Linked DNA regions of Gossypium hirsutum: region 2 is linked to region 1. The links are chromatin contacts, called in public Hi-C maps. All regions are on one chromosome and are shown on one strand. Each heading gives the region's core, a stretch centred on a gene start, on an enhancer-like site or on the middle of the called end of the contact. The rest is flanking DNA. Distances are from core to core; before and after follow the strand shown.

Region 1 (3,784 bases), core at 1,218-3,717:
AACTATATTGGTTAAAAATAACACCTTGCTATAGACTCACTGTCTACTGAAGGCATCCAAATCATGTGATGCTTGTCTGAAAGTAGTAACACAACCAACACTGGATTCCATCATACTTTTGATCATATAGATTCATTTCAAGTACCAACAAAACCAACTTATGCTATAGCGTGCATGTGTGCGCACAGGACAGCAGAGGATACACAACAAGGTAGGATTCTATGTTATAACCAGCACAAAGCTGACAACAGCAAAACGTCATACACTATCATCAATTGCATATATAACTACTGAGATGCATTCCCCTGTTTTGCGAAGAATTGGCTATGGATTAAAAGGTAACCTCCCTGGAGTCAACAATGAGAATCACAAATCTCATTAACCAAACAAAACAAAGAAATCAAATCTAGTTCATATTCGTAGTCCATGCACAATTAGCACTAGAAACACAAACTGGGTTGCAAACTTGAGCTTGGTCAGGAGCTATAATCACTGAAGTTTGTTATATAAACAACTACGCAAGCACAAAGAATTGCTGTGTCACTCAGGCCAAGAAAGGGAACCATTTTACTATCGCTACATAAAAAAAATCTTTCGTTCATAGTCTCAAATGAAAGGGTAAAGAGCAGTGGAAACTGAACTGAGTGTGACTAATGGCAAATGCTTATAACAAAGCTTTAACTGCAGAGAGAAACAACTCCACCTACACTACCTATTTAACCACCCATCTAAATCAACTCAGCTATCCTCCCTCATATACTAAGGAAATAACCATGAAATATATAGAAGGCCAAGACAAAATCTATTCAGATCGCAAGAAGTTCTAACTTATGAATAGCTAGGCACATAAAATACTGCTACATTTTATGTTACCCAACACTTGAAGATATTACGACTGGAATTAGGATAAATAAGCTGAAAACACATGACCTTGCTCTCATGACTCAATAATCTTGCTGAAACCAAAGATGCGCAGGGAGAAAAGAAAAAGAGCCAAATTAGTGTATTGCAGTTGCTAAAACACATTGATGCTTTTTAGCCATAGAGGACAGCGAAAGATATTCCAAAGCATAAATACAAAGCCGAACCAACTGATGAACCAAAAATCAACAGGGGAAGTGCCATACAATAAATTCCTCAATCACTAAGTAAAAGACAAAAAGGTAAATGAAAATGCATTTATTAGATTTACACAAGATATCGGATTGGCACTCCTAAAATAAGTTAGCAATTTATGCTTTGATAGCAGATATGGTCTATTGATAAATCATTGCAAAGATAACACAAACAATGATAAACAGAAACAGCATCTTCAGATAATGATCCTGCTGGCCTTGTGCGGTGCGATGATGATGGTGGTGGTGGTGGTGATGGTATCCATGAGCAAGGCCACCATGATATGAACTTGGAAAGCCATATGGAAAACCAGCAGCTGGACCAAACATAGCCGCATCAGGAAATCCATGGACCTGAAGGTTAAACAAGGATGGGATAAGACCACCAAAAGCAGCAGAGAGTGTGAAATTCCCAAATCGAGCGGTTGCCATTGGTGCAAAACCTCCCAAGCCTCCCATGAACCCGAACCCATTTTGGGGAAACTGATTAGGTGCTGGTGGAGGAGCCGTTTCAGGTCTCTGTCCAGCTGGACGATTCGGAATATTAACACCCGGGATAGATTTGGACCTAGGATCAGTAGATGATTTCCCCCTTCCATACAAAGGAACCAATTTTTGTTCCTCAACAAGGGCTTTACAAACAGGACATTCCTGAGAACGGGAATGAGTATGAAGCCATTTGTAAAGGCAAGGCCAGCAGAAAAGATGCCCACATAAAGTGACAATAGGGTCTTGAGCTAAGTCAAAGCAAATATTGCACTCAAAATTACCAGCATCACCATTAGCATTATTGGTGGAGCAAGATGGATTGTGGGGAGAATGGCTCGCTGATTCCCCAAACCCACTTGCCATTTCTTTTCCTAGACCTCCGAAACTCCGATTCCTACAAAAATCGAATTGGAACGAAAACAAACACCAATCATAAAATTCACTAGTATCAGAAAATTGCAAGAATTTCCCCAAAAATTGAAGGCTGTCATATAAAAACCAAAGCCTCTAACGACTCAAATCATCTCAAATTCAAAAAAACCTCAGATCTCTTATGAAAATCAGCCTAACTAATTAAAACAAAATCTATCCCGATTAATTAACGACAAAAATCGCGATTCAACGGTAACAAAAAAAACAAATCTAGCTTTTAAAAAAATAATAAAGAGAGAGAGAGAGAGAAATATGAATAGAGAGAGAGAGAGAAATATGAATTACTGACCTTCAAAGAGATATTGAAGAGATACAAGGACCGATCGATATGGCAATCGACCGATCCAAAGAAGTCAAAAATAAATAAAAACTAAAAAAGAAAAGAAAAAAGAAAAAGATGAAGATCGCAGAAAAAAACTCTTCGAAGAAACTTGGTATTTATTTACAGACGCGTTTACAGCGGAAAGATTCCTATAATTCCTCTTTCCTAAGTTTTAATACGCAATAGCGTTTGAGCTTTTGAATCCCCACGTGGCAACAATCTGTTGGTTCATTTCTCCTGACTCCTTGATGACCCGTTATTAGATTGCGCCTGTGGTTTGGATAGGCAACTACCGGCGTTAGAATGTTAACGCGTAAACGCTACGCTCCAACTATCGCATTGAGTTTGTCCTTTTTTTTATTTTTTATTAATATAGTATTTGTTACCTGAGTTTGTCTTTCATATTGAATTTGGTACATGAGTTTAGCTTTAAGGTCTAATTTGATACAAATGGTATTATGTGGTTCAGTGAATATTTAATATGTGAACTCTAGTAAAAAAGTGACAAAAAATACTTAAGAATCAAATTGAACATTGAAGCTAAAGTCGGGTAATTAGGACCAAAAGAACTCAAGTATCAAATTGAAAAGTTTAAGCACCAAACCGAACATTAAAGCCGGACTTAGGTACTGAATTGAAACAAAAATACTTAAGTATCATATTAAACATTAAAACCAAATTCAAGTACCTAATTGTATATAAACCCTTATTAATTTTAAGAATTTAAAAAAAATGGCTCAGATACCGGACTAATCCTTAATATATGCAATTTTTTTTTCGTTAGGTAACTTGTACGTAAATATATGTATTTATATAATTTATTTTAATAAAAAATTTAATTTTATATAATTAATTTAAGTAATCATTACTAAAAGAAAAGGAATGTTAGATTTCTATGGGCATGGTCTCTCAAAATAGATGTAAATAAATTAGATATATTATAAATGCAATAAATAATAATATTATTTTGAATTTTAAAATATGTATTTGCGTAATTGCTAATAATATTTTTTGTTTTGAGAATCATACTTGAAAGTTATTGTGAATAGGTTGTTTTAGTTAATATTATTAGTAAAATAATTATTTATAATTATTTTTTGTCTAAATATTATATAAATAATATTTTATCACATTTAAAATTTTTATTTGGATAGAATTATATCTAAAGTAATTTTTAATATGTTATTTTAATTAATATTAATTATTTTTATCATATTTACTCAAGAATGTGGAAGAATGAAACTACCTGCATGATTAGATTTTAGGCATTATACTTCTAAGACCAATATAATAAAAATATTGACAATAGTTCATAAATGTTTAATGCGTAAATTTATTGAGATATCAATTCAAAATAATTTTTTTCAATGAAGATTTTTTTTTTTAAATTTCAATATCATAGAATTATATTTAAAGTAATTTCTTA
Region 2 (3,997 bases), core at 732-3,231, 240 kb before region 1:
CCATCTTTGCCTAAAATTAGAAGCATGGCCAGCCTATTATACAAGTTAACAAGAAACAGAGATCCTAACACTGCTGTTATCGTACAGTAAAGGATCTAAAGCAAATGCAAATGAGTGGAAGCTCTTTCATCACTCCCTTTTTTTCTTTTCTTTTTTTCTTTTTGTAAATATTATTTACAAATCCAATCCAAGGCGGGTTTGACATAAGTGACACGCATATGTTACACAAATCAACCGAAGATTCAACAGACAGATAATGGCGTATAGCATTGATCTGTAAATATCACTGAAAACAAAAACATCTTACAAGGTTTTCCACTACCATTTGACATCCAATGTCAGAGCCTCAGGAGGGACAAGAATGGATGGGAACTTTGTAAAAGAAATGTTTGACAATAAATTACTCCATGAGACTGTATCTCCACTAACAAAAGGTCGGACCTTCTTTATCAGAAGGGGCTTCAATTTGTCTCCTTCAACTCTTGTCATTACATCAAACCATAGTCTCTCAACAGTTGGCTTTGTCCTCCATTCAGCTAACATACCACGAACACTCTCATTGTTCCCAATTTCTTTTTCCAACTCTAACTGGAAATGAACGATAGGTGATGCTTTAGTTTTCACATTAAGAGAACCTAAAAACTGCTTTTGATTGTTTCTATCACCTAGAAATGTCCTAAGGATTTTTTGTAACCTGGCTATCCTCAAACTTATAGAATCTATGGGGAAAGGTTGTTTCGTGTAACCATCAATCCCATAACACTTTTCAGGCAGCAGCTCAATAGTATCCTTGGATGGGAAGTGAGCTTCAATGTGGGCATCAGGGTTCCGAGTTCGGTAGGCAGCAAGAGACACCGACCGTAAAACATGCACAGGAAGTAAGGACCTACAGAATGAATGCGAGAAGGGCCAATATCCACTACTCTTCTCCTTGACACCATTTTCATTTGCCGGTAAACCGAGATTAAACGTATGGAAAAGAGAGATCTCTTGAGCTCCATTTACTTGTAAAGTGATGCCATGACCAACAAGGACTCGTTTCAGATCAGTATGTGAAGTGTTCAGCTGATGACCAAATACCCAAGCTTCAGACTACTACTATTGATAACTATTATTTGCAAAGGTCCAATTAAACACATAATTCAAATCAAACATTGATTAAGATAACTTTAAACTCTAAGCTATCTCTAAAGATTAACTAAGCCCCCCCCCCAAAAAAAAAACCAACAACTCCTTTCTATGTAATTGATGAGGAATTAAAATAAAAGGGAAAAAAGAGAAGCATACCGGAAAGAGGAGGGAAGCTTGGTGACCGGGAGAGAGGCGTAACTCGAAGGGACCTTCCATTGTAAAAGGCTCGAGTACGGCCGAGGAATTAATTTCATTGACAAAATCAAGAAAATCGTTGCTACTTCGTTTGGTAAACTTTTTCAAGGAAGAAACTTCGTCGGGGAATTTGAAGAGCAGATGAGTTTTTCCAAATCGGATCCGGAACTCGCATCTTTTGCCAGTCCCGAACCTAACCTTACTCAATTCCAGTTTTGAAAAATTAAGCCCTTCCAGCTCCCATTTCTGCTTCAAAGCAATCTTCTCAATTACATCCTGATCCGAAGGGGAAAAAACAAATTTAATGAGTATTAAGAAACTTTAATATCAATTATTTCTATTAATTTGATTTTTTTTCTTACCTGTACGATTTGGGGATTGTTTGATTGGAGAGGATTGAAAGCGAAGGATAAGATCTGAGAGAAAAGGAAGAAGAGGAGAAACGAGAAAACACGGCGGCTCATCATCGGTGATGGTTGCCGATGGTGCTGCGTTACCGGAGTTTAGGTTAGTGTGTACCGGATCGTAGACGATCAGATGAGTCACTCACTCACTCAACTCGCTCGCTTTGAACTACGTTTCCGTAACATGTTTCTGGGGTTGAAGTTGAAATGACAGTTATGGGCTTGTGGGCCCAATCTGAGTACTAAGTTGGCGCTGATTTCATGGTCACGTACTCACGTTTAATGGGTGGTCCGAAATTGACCGTGTTTCCTAATAACTAGTTTTTTTAATGCATCAAAAAATAAAAGAATTTAGATAAAATATGAAATTCCAAAAATAAATCTGGGAAAAATTTAAAGTTTATTTTTTTATATGAGTCAAGATATTTTTGCTGAAGACTAACTCGGCCGGAATATAAATTATGTTAATAAAAATATTATATTAATTATATATATAATCATTAATCTAATAACATTTAAATTTATTACCCAAAATCTAAAAAAATATTTACCCAACTAAATAACTCAACCCAAAATATAAAATTTTAAAAATTATATTTAATACAATAAAATATTTATTATATTTATTTGTGTTTTATTTATTATATTGTTTTCTAATATAAATACTTTTTAATGTATTTTTAATGTGTTAGAAAACTTTTATTTTAGCATTTTTACTGCATTTAATGTATTATATTTTTTCAAGAATTATTTTTAAATAAAAACTAATATAAAAAATCAAATATGGGCGGATCAGATTGGGTCCGGGTTTATCTTTCTTAAATTGAATCAAGTTTGGACAAAAAAGTAAGCTCATTTTTTGGGTCGGGCCCGAGCTTAAGAAATTAATCTAGATACCTTATATGGGCTCAGTCTGAACCTGACCTATGAACGCCTCTAGCATAAATTAATAATATGCATTTGATTAAATATATTATATTAATTTATTTAAGTATGTTTTTAATAATTTGCAATATTATACTTTGATAAGAATTTTGTAAATTTAAAGAATAATAATTTAGATAAAATGAAATTATTTTTTAAAGTAATAATTAATGTATTTAATTAGTAATGTAGAAAGCAATGAAATGTTAATTTACTAGAGGGCGAAGTTAGAAATTTTTTTTCGGGGTCGGAATTAAATTGTATATTTTACGTTAATAAAAAATGTAATTTCATAATTTTAATAGTTTATATCTTTATAATTATTAAAGGATTAGATTAAATTTTTATCATTTTTGGGGTCAAAATATAGTTTTATCTTACTAATTTAAAATTTTATAAACTATAAAAGAACCTAAATAGAAAGGCTTCGCCACTAATTTGAAGCAAGTTTATTAATAATTGGATTCTAATTGGTGTGGTTGATTTTTCGAAATTAAGGTATCTTCTATTTTATTTTACGATTTGTGGAGATTATCCTTTTAAGATTTGTGACTGTGTCTCTCAACAATATTGTTTACAAAGTTCAAACTCGAATTCTCTCATTAAAAGTATATTGTACCTTTTAATTGCACCCACCACCTTTTTTTTAAAAGTAATTTTTAAATAAATAAATCTTTTAAATATTAATTTCCACCCAACAATTTGTAACCATTTATATAAATTATTTCATGTCTTTTAATTTAATATTTAAAAATAAACATTTTATATTAATATAAATTTTTTTAGGATAGAAGCGTAAAATGAAATCATTTAATTATATAGAAGTTTTTCATTACTCTAATAATTATGTGTAAATGTTGATTAAAAAACTAGTGTGCATTCTCATTTTTAAACCAATTAAGCAAAATTCCCATATTTTAGAGCAAAACATTGCTAAATATGGTATAGTTTTTAGGAATAATAAAGCATATTGTTGTACAAAAATGATAAAACTAATAAGCCATATTATTATGAAAGATGTAAGATACAATTATTTTATTCTATAAATAAATACTTGAATAAGTTATGTAATACTATTTAATAATTCTGCCCTACTTTTGTAAAAAAGCTAACTCCTCAAATAATATTTATTTCTTTAATGTAACAAGTTGCTTAAGAAAAATATAAAAATATATGTAATTATACCAAATATATTTTTATTGATTTTTAGGGTTTTTGGATTTTTAAACCGTTTAAAATATTTTATAAAGTCTTAATTTCTTAAAATGTGTTTTGAGACCATTTTAGATTTCATATAAGTTCTTCTTAATAATCCTTTTAAATAGTATTAAATTTTGTTTTTA

What was found. Hi-C and Micro-C count contacts between places; a contact is called where the count stands out from the background.
Region 2: a contact with region 1 is called in a Hi-C map of leaf, with 2.2 times the contacts expected there. The contact joins the promoter of LOC107922537 here to the promoter of LOC107922316 in region 1. A contact is called at or near these places in 5 of 34 Hi-C or Micro-C datasets (hypocotyl, leaf and petal).

Annotation. Positions count from the first base shown.
Region 1 is chrD01:19,852,382-19,856,165 of Gossypium_hirsutum_v2.1, reverse strand. LOC107922316 (E3 ubiquitin-protein ligase RNF185-like) reads right to left here and starts at 2,467. Exons shown (of 2, transcript NM_001399843.1): 1 at 2,326-2,467; 2 at 1,016-1,998. The coding sequence starts at 1,967. The coding sequence ends at 1,257.
Region 2 is chrD01:20,094,090-20,098,086 of Gossypium_hirsutum_v2.1, reverse strand. It overlaps LOC107922537, which reads right to left and starts at 1,981. Exons shown (of 3, transcript XM_016852622.2): 1 at 1,689-1,981; 2 at 1,288-1,602; 3 at 1-1,065. The coding sequence starts at 1,793. The coding sequence ends at 319.